Linked DNA regions of Rattus norvegicus: region 1 is linked to region 2. The links are chromatin contacts, called in public Hi-C maps. All regions are on one chromosome and are shown on one strand. The core of a region is the stretch at or near the end of the contact, and the rest is flanking DNA. Distances in the headings are between cores, read along the strand shown. Region 1 overlaps Ccm2 (CCM2 scaffold protein). Region 2 overlaps Purb (purine rich element binding protein B).

Evidence for each region. Hi-C and Micro-C count contacts between places; a contact is called where the count stands out from the background.
Region 1: a contact with region 2 is called in a Hi-C map of the A7r5 cell line, with 3 times the contacts expected there. The contact joins two enhancer-like sites. A contact is called at or near these places in 7 of 12 Hi-C or Micro-C datasets (the A7r5 cell line, the Rat2 cell line, Schwann cells and 4 more).

What each region holds. Positions count from the first base shown.
Region 1 is chr14:85,665,173-85,672,875 of GRCr8, reverse strand. It overlaps Ccm2 (CCM2 scaffold protein), which reads right to left. Exons shown (of 10, transcript NM_001126275.1): 4 at 7,517-7,700; 5 at 3,006-3,142; 6 at 1,779-1,914. Among named protein-coding and RNA genes, the nearest start is that of Nacad, 19 kb to the left of the region's middle. Within about 2 kb of position 5,780, at least 20 of the 93 cell types and tissues checked have an H3K27ac peak or open chromatin away from gene starts, as enhancers often do. A contact at or near this core is called in the A7r5 cell line, where this site is marked.
Region 2 is chr14:85,549,443-85,556,982 of GRCr8, reverse strand. It overlaps Purb (purine rich element binding protein B), which reads left to right. Exons shown (of 1, transcript NM_001017503.2): 1 at 1-687. Among named protein-coding and RNA genes, the nearest start is that of Purb, 5.6 kb to the left of the region's middle. Within about 2 kb of position 1,837, at least 6 of the 93 cell types and tissues checked have an H3K27ac peak or open chromatin away from gene starts, as enhancers often do. A contact at or near this core is called in the A7r5 cell line, where this site is marked.

The sequences.
Region 1 (7,703 bases), core at 4,531-7,030, 110 kb before region 2:
GCCAACTGTAGAGCTGTCTGAGGAGGTGAGTGCGGCCGCTCACCTGCTGTCTTTGCTCCTCCTCCTCAGTGCGCCCACCCTGTCGCTGACAGTCCCCCAGGCCTTTAGCACCATTTGGAACTGCTGAAGAACCCAGCCTGACAGACTGAGCAGACACTGAGTTCAGCCTTTCCAGTGTGCTGACAGATCGCTACTCCTGGACTACCCAGCCTGCGCTGCGTGGGCCAGTCCAATGGCTCTCCTTGTAGTATATATTCATTCTATGGGTTTGTTACCTAAAGAACGCTAATAGATTATACTATCAGAACTAGGGCCTTTGCAGAGAGAAATCTGAGTGTGTGGTTCGTAGGCCTTTGAAACTGGCCTGTAGGAGGAATGTTTTAGAGTCTGAACTTAGGGCTTAATGGGACATGCTCATAGTAGTCTGGAAAGCCAGAATGGAACAGAAATGCACTTGGTGAAAACTGTGCTCCTAAGTTTCAGATACGGAATAGGCTCTATTGGGAACTAGGGAGGGCCACTCTGGTAAAGAAGCTGGCGGGGTTGGGGATTTAGCTCAGTGGTAGAGCGCTTGCCTAGGAAGCGCAAGGCCCTGGGTTCAGTCCCCAGCTCCGAAAAAAAAGAACCAAAAAAAAAAAAAAGAAGAAGAAGCTGGCAGTGTCCTGTGCCCCTATGCCCTGGAAATGGCTTCCAAGTATGGAAACTGGTTTTGGGGCGGTAAAGGTCTGTCATATGTTCTGGGGAGAGACTGGACTTTTGAACAGTATTGGGACTGTCAAGGATCACAGGGACTTCTGAAGTCAGAATGAATTGATTTTGCATCAGTTGATTGCCAGGAGCATGCTGGGAGGGGCCATGGGCAACTGGTTTGAATGTGAACTATTTCCCAAAGGTTGTTCCAACACTGGTCACGGGATTGAGCACTTTGTCCTAACTGGTGGCACTGTTTGAGACGCAGTGGAGCCTTGCTGAGGGAAGGCTCACAAGCTTTGGTGTGTGACAGCCTGGCCCCACTTGCTCATCTCCTGCTCTCCCAACTAAGGACACAAGCGGACGTGACAGAGCCTTCTGACTCCTGCGGCCACGCCTTCCCCTCCACGAGGGACAGACAGGCAATAGTCCATTCCTCCCTTACACGGCCATCTTTCAGGTACTGGGTATAGCAATGAGAAAAGTAACACATATAAGAAGTGTGCTGATTTGAAACATGGTCTGGCTATGTAGCCCAGGCTGGCCTCAAACTAGTAGCAATCCTCCTGCCTCTGTTTCCTGGGTTCCAGGATTACAGGTATATGTCACCACACCCAGACAGGAAATATCTACTGACTGACAGGAGGTCTGCACCGCACTACGTCAGCTCTCATGGTGGTGCAGAGAGAGGTGCTGGCCCTCCAGGGTCCTCTGGCTCTTCCTGCCTCTCTCCAGTCTCCTGGTCTCTCAGCCTCCCACAAAACCTCAGCAACCTCAAGCAGTCTGCCTGCGGTCTTGCAAGGGACCACACGCTGAGAGCAGCCCAGGTATACCAAAAGGGAGGGTCCTCAAAGCATGCTCCGCCTGCCCAGTTCCCCTGCAGCCCTGTCTGGGAACAGCTCCTGTGAACGCTCACAGCACCCCCTCGCTTCCATCCCACATACCGCTTTGCAGTGACAACCGCTCCCCCTCCTCCGTCCAACATGCCGCTGTGCACTGACAACCGCTCCCCACGCCGCTGTGCACTGACAACCGCTCCCCACACCGCTGTGCACTGACAACCACTCCCCCTCCTCCATCCCACATACCGCTGTGCACTGACAGGTGGTGGGTAGGGGTGGAGGCCCCGTCGAATATTGCTCGGTCCAGAAAGTCGATGGTGGACTCTGTGTAGACGATCTGGAAGACCTGGCTGAGCAGGGAGCACAGTTCTTCAGCGGCGACCTACCGTGAAGGAAGAACAGCAGCTGTCCTCAGCACTTTCCCAGTCTCTAGGGTACATAATCTCTCAGAGGTGTCACAAACACAAGTGGGGAGCAGACCAGGACCAGTGACTCTCCCAGCCCAGAGGGTTCTCACACGACAGAGACAATGCCCGAGAAGAGACTGTGGCCCAGGGTAGCCTCACAGGCCAACACGGTGTTGGCATCGGCTTTGCCACGGGTCTCACTTTTGACCTTAGAGACATTTCCAAAAGAAATGTAACAGCGTGCTGTTTAAAACAGGGCTTCTTTAGAGGGTTAATTCTGTCCAGAACTGTAGATGTGACAGTATCTGGGGGACTCTGCTCAACACTCTACAGTGCACGGGTAGCTGCCCACAATGAAGTATTTGATCATTTGATTAGCATGTGGGCTAAGCTAGAGGACGTTTAGGTGGGCAGTCACCATTAGCCAATGAAAGTAAGAGGCAAAAACCACGTGGAAGATGTAAGTGATTCCTAAGGCTCCCCTCTGTGCCACTGTGGCGTCCATGTGCTGAGGAAATGCTAACTTTGTTTGAAGCACCAGGTGGGTATGGTATACAGGTCACCATGGCTGTAGCCATCACTGTCAGTCGGTGTGGGGGTGGAGAGAGGCATTCCGAAGAGGAGACAGGTAAACACTCTACGGACCATCTCAGGGATGGTGCTGGGGCACTGGCCAAGAGGGAGCCCAAAGGCAAGGGTGGCAGAGGAGAAAGAGGTAGATCTAGGTATGGGAGGTGGCTCAGGAGCCGGGGAATGTGGGCTGCTGTGGTTATAGGTGGGGCATTGACTAGGACATGGGCAGGGCTTGGTCAGGGAGAAACAACAGGAAAGGACAACGTCTGCAAGTAGTGCTAGGCAGAGCTGACGGAAGGGCTGACTAAGGCCAGGGGTCTAAGTGGGGCCGTGAGGAATGGGATGGGATCCAGTCTTGGGCAGGGCTGGGCTGGAGGCAAGGCAACTTCTGATCACAGGCAGGACCAGGCTGGGAGCTGGGTCTTGGGCAAGGCTTGGACTAAGGATAGGCAGAGGCTGTGGATCGCTCTGGTCCACAACACGGAGGTCTCACCTTGCTCTCTGTGGCCATGATGACCAGGCAACAGGCCTCTACTGGCCCCACTGCACTTTCTGACAAGGAGCCTGCGCTGAGGCCTCTAGAACCTTCCGCACACAGACTTTGGCTGGGAGAGATGCCTGGGTCCTGGGCTGAGAAGTAAACACATGGGTTAGTGCGTGCATGGAGGGCAGGAACATTCACTCCCCAGGGGCCCGTGAGACGTCTCAGTGGGAAAGCACTTGCCGTGCAAGGCTGACAACCTGAGCTCCATCCCCAGAAATGCACGTAATGGTGGAAGAGGAGAAGCCACTCCACCAGGCTGTCCTCTGACCTCCACATGCATGCCACGGCACACGCGTTCACCACAGCAATATGCACACACCCACAACATCGAGCGTGTGTGTGCGTGCGTGCGTGCGTGCATGTGTGTTTAAAATAAAAAAATAAATCAATAAATAAAATGCAGCCCCTAGTCCTTCCAAACAAAACTAGCTTGTGGGAAGCGCACCTGAGCACCCATCTTCATATCCCACTGTGTGCCACGCTACGCGGCTGCTGCTCGACTGCTTAGAGCTACATAAAGGCTCGCAGGACCCAGACTACAAATAATCCCAGCAGCGGTCCCTGTCTCAACGGAGGGGCTCGCAGGACTCAGACTACAAATAATCCCAGCAGGGGTCCCTGTCTCAACGGAGTTTGGGCGCAAGGCGCTCTCCTCCTCCAGATGGATAAACTAAAGCCTGTGAATGGTCTAGCTGTGGATAAGGTCAAGGCCTAAGGCCACATCCTCATACTGTACACAGAACATATACACAGGAAACGCACTTGGTTCCGCAGCTGACCAGGGAGTGGGGCTAAGCACCTGGAAGGGCACTGGGACTGTATGTTAAGCTTAGAGGTGGCCCTGTTGTCACTGTCCTCAGGTGTGTGCAGAAGGCAAAACTGGAGAAACATGAGGCTTTCGTTACAGCCCTGGGAACACAGGCAGAGACAGGCTTAGCCAGAGAGAGGTGGGAGTGCAGACAATGGCCATGAAACACCATGAGAACCTGCGACAACAGTGTCCTTACAACAGCCACTGACCACAGAGCTTCTGAGTGTAAGAACCATGACGAGGCTATATTGAATTGTGCAGCACAGGCTAAATCACACCCAGGGCTTGATCACTTTTTTTTTTTTTTTTTTTAAAGATTTATTTATTTATTATATATAAGTACACTGTAGCTGTCTTCAGATACACCAGAAGAGGGCATCAGAACTCTTTACAGATGGTTGTGAGCCACCATGTGGTTGCTGGGAATTGAACTCAGCACCTCTAGAAGAGCAGTCGGGTGCTCTTAACCACTGAGCCATCTCTCCAGCCCCCATTGATCACTTTTAACTAATAACTAGCTCAGTGGTCTTCATCTTGTTCATGTGCTCCCATAGCGACATATTAGATACAGGGGGCAAACTAAATATGCCGCCAAAGTCAGGCACGGTGGAGCATGCCTGCAAGGTCAGCACTGGGGAGACAAGAAGCAGAAGAATCACCGTGAGCTCAAGGCCTTCCTGGGCTAGCCGGTGAGCTTCAGACCAGCCTCAGACTAACACTGTCTCAAAAAAATTAAATATATTAAGTGAACATGAATTTTTAAAAAAAATAGAGGGTTAGGGATGTATGTGTATAGGGCTGATATGTATATGCCCCACCCTCACACACAGAGAGAGTCTATGGATGTATTACTATAAGTCATTTCACTTCTTTCTATTTTTGTTAACATTTTAAATTAGCTTCTTGGCCCTCGGTGGGCAGCTGCGAGGTGTGGGTACCAGCCAGTTGCCATCTGTGACGCTGTCACGGCTACCCTCTGGGCAGCAGGCCGAGACAGCCACAGGCTGCTCCATGCCACCAGCTTCAGACTGCCACCTGTCTTTCCTCCATCATTCAAAACCCTTTGGCAGACACAGGCAGATACACAGGTCCCTGGTTCACCCCCTCTCCAAGGAGAATGGACCCTGATCTCCCCACACTAGACTGCCTCAAACTCTAGCAACCCTCTGCACAGAGGAGGCACAGGTACCGGCCCCATGCAAGGAGGCGCCCAGGGCACATTACTGACCCATCCGCCTGGCTCTGGGTGGGGAAACTACACGTCAAAACCCAAACCAGCCCATGTGCCTGAATCAGGGGATGCACATATGCTCCCGCCAGCGTGAGGCCAGGCCCTGGGACACAGGGCGCATTCTCTGCTGGTGAGAGGAGAGGACTCTCAGTACTGTTTGTCATGTTTTTGGAATGTTCCTTATATGGAGGGAAATCTCTATTTTCTCTTCCTTAACAATTTATTCTAATGATTTAAGTAGAGAAACATTCCTGCAGCATGAGAAATACAGGGACCACTTCTCTAACCAGCTTAAAATACTCGCAGGAACCCACTCAGGAGCCAGTCTCCTCCCTCTCTGTCTCTGAGGGCCAAGAGCCAAAGGATCTCCTTGGTGATGCTGGACTGAGTGGCTGGGGTCTAAGCCAGAAGGAACCAGTTCAAGGACACCTACTGTCACCCACCAGTGAGAGGAGACTCAGGAGCTCCTCTTAGGTCTATTCTAGATGCTAACTGAGGTAATTCATGTCAGATACTTTGTACTAGTTTGAGTCATGTTAAATTGGCATTTTTACAGGTTAAAATAGTGACAATTTCATACTGCTCAATCTAATTCAATGCCAAGCATCGAACAGACAGGCCCACTCAACTCTGAGAAGAAAAACCAAGCACAGTGACTCGGATGCTGAACACGCGGCAAAGACGCGGCCGCAGGGTGGCGCTACCAGGAAGTGAGAAAGTTTCAGGAAGTGCTTTGGTCACTGGAGCACACCATCAAAAGAGACCATGGGCCCAACCCTCTTCCTCTTTTTGGCTTTCTGGCTGTGAGGCGGGCAGCTTTGTGCATCCCTACCTGCACCAAAAGCCTAGAAGCAACAGTCTCTTGATCACAGACTGGAACCTCAGAAGCCATGAGCCAAACAAGCCTTTCCCCATTGTGGCAGGCTGAGTGAGGTGGCTCACTAGTGTAATCCCATTACTGAGAAAGTTGGGGCAGGACTGCTGTGAGTTCGAGGCTGCCTTGGACCTCAGAGTGAATCCCAGGTCAGATGAGATTAGAGTGAGAGCTTAACTAAAGCAAGCCTTGGCACATATAAGTTAAATAATTCAAGGGGAGCTTGCTCAGACGGGACTGGTGTCTGCATGAGGGCAAGTATCTACCACATATATCTACATATGTGTGTGGATGTGACTGGGCTGAGCAGGCAAGTGCATTCGAGTCTGCGGCTTCTGTGACATATGCAACTGTGTGTGTGTGGTATGTGTGGTATGGGACACGTGAGTTGTGTAAGAGGAAATATAGTATCTAAGTGTGCTAGGCAGGCGATGAGCCATTCCTTCTACATAGACAAGGCAGAGCAGCTAAAACTCCTTCACGATCCTCCAGCTGCTGGAGTTGACCATAGCACTTCAACCAGCATTATAAGCCAGACACCCTTTCACACCGTGAAAAAGGTGAGACCATCTGACCCTTGTGCCTTGTCACCAGCCCTCCGGGGCTGGCTTTGGGATCATCCCAACCACTCACAGTGACCCAGCAAGCCTAGGCCAGTGTGCCTGTGCCAAGACAGGTAGGGCAGGTTCTCCCCTCATTTCTCACTGGCTCAAATGTTGGGGTGGACACCTAGAAGCTCGTAGAAGCTTGTACACTAGTGTGAAGGATGGCAGGCCTTGTGAGCAGCCGCAGAGGAGGGGCACAGCCAGTGGAAGGAGCACCCTGCTGTCTGAACAAGGGGGCAGCACAGGGACCAGGGGAACTGGCTTTGCTGTCTCAGCTTTGGGAACACTGGGGCTCAAAATGTAGACTGGAGGCCAGATATGACGGGGCACACCTTTAACTCCAGTGTCCAGGAGGTAGAGGTGGGGAGATCTCTGAGAGTTCTAAGACAGCCAGTGCTATAAAGAGACCCTGTCTCATTAAAAACAAACAAACAAACAAACAAAACAACAAACAGAACAAAACAAATGTGGATTGGGCTCAGAAGTCCCTGTCACAGCTTTCAGTCACCACTTTCTTTCTGGGGGTCCACTGTACCAACACAATGGAGGCAACATCAATAACGGGGAGCAGGGGTTAAGGAGTCACCAGGAGAAAGGTGTTTTTGAGACAGAGTCTCACTATGTCGTTCTGGCTGTCCTGGAACTCACTCTAAAGACCAGGCCTCGAACTCACAGAGATCCACCTATCTCTGGCCACATCTGGCCCAGGAAAAGCCTTATTAGAACACTGACCCTGAATTTTGTCTTCCTCAAGTCTCCAAAGGCCCCGAGTGTGACAGGGACCCTGGGGCAGAAGCTCATGGCAGGAAATCTAGTTTATAGACATAATAGGTGACGGCACCTAGCCTAGACCTGCAGAAGCCACCTCTACCACGTCAGGAAAACCAGGGATCCTCCTTGGGACACAGACCTCCAGGCTGCCATCCCCGCAATCCATACCTGTCTTCAGGACCACCAGGTGTGCAGCATCATCTCGGACATAGGAGACAGCAGCGATGTCGTGGATGGGCACCCTGAGGATAATGTCCTCCCCATCCCTCCAGGCCAGCTTGACATTGTAGGCGGACAGACTGAGCACAGCATCATGCTCCTGAGTCAGGTGCCCAGGGAGTTGGTGGGACCGCTG
Region 2 (7,540 bases), core at 588-3,087:
TGGGGATTGCTGAGGTAGGCACAAGAAGTCAGGCATAAAGCACAAGGTGGACTGTTTGAGTGGATTGGTTGCTGCTCACTAAAGTTCTTCCCTTGATCTCTTAAGTATGGAGGTCATTACCAAGAAATGGCTTAGCGTGAGTGAGAGCTGGATCCCAATGGCTCCACGGTAAGAGCTAGTGAATTATGGCTAATTCGGCTGTTACAGCCACTGGCTGGCTGCATTTTAAACCTTAAAACTTGACTATCTGCAAAAAGGAACTGTGGCCACAACTGAGCTTTAATGAGATACACATCCTCGCAGAGAAGTTGGAAATAACCAGAACTGAAGTCTCAGTTCACCTTCAGTTTCATCTCTGGATTTACTGAATACTGACGATCGATCCTCAGGTCCAGAATTCCAGCATCATTTATTCTTTTAAAATAAATTTTTAAGAACTTGATCCATCATATTCAGTACCTCACAATCAAAGTTGGCAAATGGTGGATGAATGATTCAAGCATTGCACCCGGTGGAAGCTGAATCCATCTGTGAATGGAACTGAAGTGAACACGAATGCTGACTCTATCCTGGAAGCATTTTTATACCATCTTGAAATTTCAACAAACTGGCATTTGCCAGTTTATCCAGCTGTCTTTCAAGAATAAAAGTTGGGGTTTTCAAGGATCGCCTCTTCTATATTTTAAATGGATTTTCAGTATAAATGATTTTTCTAATCAAGTTAATCCCACCCCATCAAAAGGTATTCCTAGAGATGTCATAGACCTAGGCAACTTTGAATTGAATGGGAGCTAATGCTCTTTCCAAAGTTTTTCAGGTATCTGTGTGACACCTTCTCAAGAACCAGGAGGCAAGTAACCCCACCTCCACAATCTTGGTATTTTTTTTTTTAACTGCATGCCTGCCCTTTATTTGAGCTGCCTTTTTAATTTATTGCATATCCTTTTTATTATCTTATTTTGGTATTCAATCTATACAATCTTTTTGTATTTATTGGGAAATAAGTAATATACAAAAAGGTCATTTTTGTGTCTGTGGCTGAGAGGGAGGGAAATATTTGTGTATATAAAATTAGGCTTTTAAAAAATAGACTGATTCAGAATATTGTTGATCTTAGACTTAAAAATGGGAGAGCCACAAACATTGGTGCCCTTACAGACTATTTCTCTACTCTCATCATCCACAGTAGAATTTTTAAACAGATTTTTTTAAAGCTTTTCTTTTAAATTTTTCTCCGTTGCAAAGAATGTTTCCTAAATTGTATGGGAGCAATAGTATTTTTTGATGTTCTAATGACATCCGTATACTTGTACTGTATTTTGTACTACAAGGCAGCTGTTTTCAATAATGTCCTGCTGTATTTACCTATGTGTTTTGAGTGTTTGTTTCTTTGCTGCGGAGAACAAATTCCTACTTTTAGTAAAGGAGCTGAGAAGCTGGCATTAGGTTTGCAGAAACTGTTTATAGTTTCAAACTCTGAGGCAGCAATGAAAATTGAGGTTGCAGCTATTGTTGACTGCTGTAACGTTTTCATTTTGGAGTCCTGTATATTCCTGTATAGACCAACTCGCTTTCTTGCTTCAGCGGTGGTTCTGTTGCTCAGCTGCAGTGAGCCAGCTCAATTTTGCAAAGGTGCAGTACCTCTCCTTTTCAAGGGGTTGGTTTTTGTTTTTTGTTTTCCTTTTTTCTTTTTATTTGGCTGAATTGCAGTAACTAGCCTTGCCTTTCTATTCTGTAGAAATGACAGGGTCTTCACAATCCTTCACCAGTGGCTACTAAGCTATAATTAGCTGAATAGAAAGAATGTGGAAGTGGTCTGAGGCATATAGAGCATATGCCAAGAACACTACCATATATGGCATCAGCTTTGGTTACCAGAGAAATTTTCTTAGTCATTAGACCATATAACAGTAATATATCATATGTAAATCTTTAGATTTCAATTTGAGAATCCTCCAAAAAAAGGAGCAAAGAATGCATAAGCTATGTGTTGGCAAAAGTAATTTATATTAAAATTTTGACCTGCCTTTGTAAGATTAAGTGGTAAATGTCATAGTGGTGGGTTTTTACGTCTTAACCAATCTCTGAGGTTTATTTCTCCTGCAGGGGATGGTTCATGGCCTCTCTTCCCGCTGTAGGAAGATAGCAGAAGGATGAGGATTAATTGTAGCATTTCACTGATCCTCGTCCCAGGGACTAGGGACAATAGAAATCTGCAAACATGGAGAGTCTGTCATAAATATTTGCTTTTTGAAGGTGTTGGTCTTTGTTGATTTCTGTCAGAAAATGGCATTATACAAATTATGGGGAGCAACCAACTTTTCTGTTCTGTTTTTGAAGTGCTACTATGAACCATTCAGAGTCGTATTTTTTTTTTTTAAAATTTGGCAGATATCCCAGCTAATGAAAATAGTCACATTCCTGAGAAGTTGGAGCTAGAACTCCAATTCAAATTATTGTTGAGATGTTTCTCAGGCTACTGTATATAGAAATAATGTTTTTAAGAAAATCAAAGAGAGGAGAAAAAAAAAACCTATGCAGAGACCCTACTACTTTGTGGTTTCTATTGTCCCTATACATCATTTCAGCAAATCTACTGGCAGTTCTTGTCAGCAAGTCCTTCAGTGCATATGCTGCACAAAACAAAACAAAAATCTGCATGGCACCAAAAACCAAACAAGCAAACCAAAAACCCAGACACCCTATGTATCTGTTGGAGGCATGTAGGTGGTACAAATGACTAGCCATGAGCACACATGGCTTCTTGTCATGTCACTTTTCATAATTATTTACTGCAAAATGATTGAGAGGCTTTTGGTGCAGGCAGCCATTAGCCTGCTTCCTTTGTTACCTCTGGATCACTTTGCAGTAAATTGCAGGTCTTTTAAAAGATTCAAGCTTCGGTTTTCTCAAAACAAAACAATTATCCTGTCTTACCTGAAAATGCAGGGTTGTGGGCAAAAGAGGCTGGTTATAATAATGCCCTCATATTGAGTGGTCTGTAAATGGCTGCACACTTCAGGCACTAGAGTTGCCGAGGATGCGTTGTTAATGTGACCTTGACTGGCTTTACAGGGGTGTAGAACAGTCTACACGGGCGACTATTTGCATCCATCTTGCTCTCGAGGTGGATGGAAATAAGAAAAGGCTGGAGTGTGTAAGTCATGCACATAAGTATTCACTGTAAATTTTATTTTCATTTTTAACCCAATTATGGTACTTTGTCCAATGCACAACTGATCTCTCAGTAGATATTCATTTGAAAATAGTGTGGCCTTGACCAGCGAGAAGGGGAAGAAGTGACTTAGCTTGTGTTAAGATGACCTGTTTGCTGAGAGTGGTCATTCTGCAGCACCCTAATGTCATGGTTTTGATTAGGGAGAGTTAATGTTTTTGACCCTGAATTGAGTTTTCTTCTATTTTTAGGAAGTATCAGAATTGCTCTGATGAGTAACAAAGTTGACTGTTTTGATGTCCAATCTCAGGTTTTAAAATAGAGTGGTATAAAAGTCCACTGTTACTAATTCTTAAGACAATTTTGATTTAGTGTGCCCTAAAAGTCACGTGCATAATAAGGCCTGCTCAGAGGGCAGGGCCTCCATCTGTTTGCTCCTTTCCATGTTGTACGCACTTCACTTGAAAAGGTGTCAAGTGACTTTGCATTGTAGATTTCCATTTTAACCCCAACATAGTTCTCAAAGATAAAGCACTTTTTGAACATGAAATACATGGGTAATGTGTGATGTGGATCATGGTTTCTCAGGCCCCTAGATAATCCACTTCTGAGTATTGTTCTATGTAAGGAGAATAGAGGTCTTCGCTAATGTTCGAGTTTGTATTCCTGAATGGAATGCACTTGCTAGTTTCCAATGGATGGGAGAGTAAACACTGCTGCATTCACAATTGATACGTTGCTTTCCCTTGAGCCTTAAGGTAACTTTTCTTTTCTGTCAACAACAGCACTGAAGTTCTAGTAAGTGAATGAGATTATCTGTTTTCAGGGTTGGTTTTAGAGTACTGTAAATTAATTAGCTGTCTTCCTAAAGAGGAACTCCCTTTAACTCCCTTCGATAGACTGAAAGTGGGTGTGGGGAGGGGGAGGGAAGAGAGGGAGGTAGTTTGTAGAAAAGAAAAAAGAAAAAAAAAAGAGCTACATTTACCTTAAAATACAGAAAAAAGTTCATGTCCTGTCCTGTTGGAAATTTCAGATGTAAGGTGGAAATGGCAAAGTATAAATTCATCTCCCCTGCTTTTAATTTAGAAAGCATAAGTTATTTTAAAATATTGGTCCCCCAGGGGTTGGGGATTTGGCTCAGTGGTAGAGTGCTTGCCTAGCAAGCGCAAGGCCCTGGGTTCGATCCCCAGCTCCGAAAAAAAAAAATATTGATCCCCCAAAATTTTAAGAGATAGCTAGCTAGACTCATAAATGGTGAATTTTATGCATATCTCTGACTTTGCCACTTAAAGTTACCTTCTTCGGTCCTCAATTTTTGAACCTAGTTTCATTACTGAAGTATTTAATAATCTCTATGTGAACAAATGGGATCCAGTCATCAATTTTGAAAATTAAATTTGGGAAATGGAAAAATAATAAAATTGCACCAAAAAGATTTATTACCCTAGTGATTCTCATTTGCTATGTGTACTCCTGACCCAAATTAAGGCCTTTTTGAATGTATTTTATATTTCCTAATGAAACAGGAAATAGCCACCAATGTAATCATGTAACCACTTTTACTTTATTTGAAAAGCAGATGCCTATTAAATTAGACATTGCAGTTGGAACAGGTAGAGCCATCTTAAAACAATAGTAAATGCCATGTTTGTTGTTTCAGTAGGACTTCAAATAAAGAGAACAGGGCTTTGTTAGAAGTTAAAGCCTTTTTGTGATTTAAACACTTTGGAGAAAGATTTTACCTATAAACATAAGGTTCTGTGAACAGATCTTATGCCCACTACATTACTGTCCACTGGCATGGATAAGAGGCTCACTTTTGTCCTCTGGTAAATAGGTCTTGGGTTCTAGAGAGAAAGCAGTCCTAGGTCTGCTCAGTGCAGAAGGCACAGTGTGACCATTCCCCACCTCCAGGAACTCTCCACTGGCTAACGTTTTCAACACAGTTTTTATTTATAAAGGCAAAATATTTTGTGTCCTATGTTGCAAGATCATGATGGTTAGTAAAATCTTAGTGTTTGGAAATAGAATAATTAATAAGTTTGTTTCTTCCTTTTAAAATGTCTGCTTAGAGAAATATAAGTCCAGGAAAGTCCCAAGACAACGAGCAGAAATATATACCCCTGAGCACAGTGTGGGGGAGGAATATAGAGGTTTTTAAAAATCCTTTTCTCCAAGCCCACATCACTGTCCATTGAACCAAAGTCCTCAGGAGTCTGGAAAGTAAGGAGGTTGGGCAAAAAGTCTAGAGACTTGGCTGTAGGTCATGGCGACATACTTTTATACAAAGAGTCTGTGGTTTTGCATATTTTGGTGGCAGGCAAGTCCATTTTATTTTTCTGTGACCTTGATATTTGACATTAAGATTGTCGGTGTATTTGGATTTTCCCTGAAGTTACAACAGTTGTGTTAGGCGTTGCTCTCGTGAATCTTCATGCAGATGTCTACCAGTCTTGTGCATAAAGTGCAGATGACACACTTGGTACCGTAGGGATCTCACTGCCTGTCCTGTCTGCCGGTGGCTCTGTTAGGTTAGGTTCTTCACTCCAAAGCTGGGACTTAATGTCCTTCTAGGTGGGAATCTACAGAAGTAATTTGAATAAGTTAAAACCAAATCTTGATAGCAGGAGACAGCTTCCTGGTCTAGATGTACAATTAGCTTAGGTTGGAGTTAGAGAGGGTTTGGGAATGTCTTTAGTCTCTGTGTAAATACCAACATGCTTGTTATGCACCGTAAACCAGTGTGTGTGCCTGTGTGTGGTTTGTAGAGCTGGTTTCTGCTTCAAGTGAAGCTGCACCTTTGATTTTATAAGGTCCCCTCCACCCAGAACCCTATAAACGTTTGTAAATAGAACACTAAAATTTGTAGCGATAGAATCAATTTGGGAAATATCTGCTGAGAGACCAAAAAGTTCATTTTTTTAAGTACCTTGGTTAAAGAGTAAAGATTATTCCTCTTATTTTTTAAAAGAAGTATGCACTTTAACAAACACAGCTGCATGGGCAATTCAAACAAATCCATGAAGTGCAGTACCCATCCAGAAACCACACTTCCTGAAAACCGTTCAAAGCAGAGTCCAGACGGGCTGGTGATCTCACTGCCTGTAGGTTGAAGCTCAGATTCTGATGAATTGTGAGACAAGCAGGGCTGCTTCAAAGAGCAATGTGAATACAGCCAGAAGCTTCAGACAGGTCTGTAAAATGGCGGGTCCCGTATTTACCACTAACTAGCAAAACTGACAGAAAAACTCATAGAAATAAAAAGTTTAAGAATCCTTCCTGCTGGTGTGCACTCCTTCCAATAGCAGACTTTTGCAAATGGAGTTTTACAGTCTATATTTAAGAAATTGTATGTTTGTAACAAATAAAGTATGCGGAAAAGTGAATGACAGTCTTGTGGCCTTGCCTCTTATTTAAGGGATTGCATGGTGATTGGGGAAGGAATTATTATCATCTTTTGTGGTTCACAAATGGCTGTGGGTTTGAAGAAGTCCCCACTTGAAGTGGCCTGAGATCTAGCCACTTTCAGATCATCTGGGTTTCTGTTGAATAAGTCAGAACAGATTAGAAGGGCTCACCAAAGCTTGCTGCCCCAGATGTTCCCTCATTCATATTGAACTGACTAAGCAGCAAATTAGGCCAATCTTCTCTTGCCCAAATGATAGAAAACAGGATGGTGTTCAGTGTCCTGGCCAGAGATTCTCAAGCTCTTTGTGTCAGGAACTGCTTTATCCTTCGTAGCCAAAGGGATCTTTCTGGGCTGTGTCCACAAGTACCTGTGAGACTGGAGATGGGTACATGCGGTCCACTGTCAGCAATGACACCATTCCCTTTGGCTTCTGGAGCACACCATAGACTTCTGAGAGAAGAAGTGAACAGTAACACGAGCTCTATCCAATTTAGTTGGCTGCACTCCTGGAGAAGTCTCGTAGTTCTAAACACCGCATCAGTCTGTGTGAGTGACAGTTTTGAAAATGAAGGATAGGATTGGAGAAGATACAAGTTTAGCCAGGAGTGGTGGCACAGACTTAATCTGAGCAGATGGGTTTCAGGTAATTCAATGCCAGCCTGGTCTACATAACAAATTCTAGGCCAGCCACAGCTACCTTGTCTCAAAAAAAAAAAAAAAAAAAAGTTTAATTTATTTAGCTCTTTTTTAGGAAGTAATCCTATACACAGAGACAACACAAGTGCATACACATAACTTTCCTGTGATTATGCCTTTGTGCAGTCTGGCATTGGTTACTAGTGCTGGGGACAGGATAGTTTGGAGAGTTCTGGGTTCTCATGTGCTGGTCAACTGGGCCAGAACCTCAAGACATGAGTGTGTGGACCTTTTTAAGCTTCCCCAGGGTTTTATTGTGT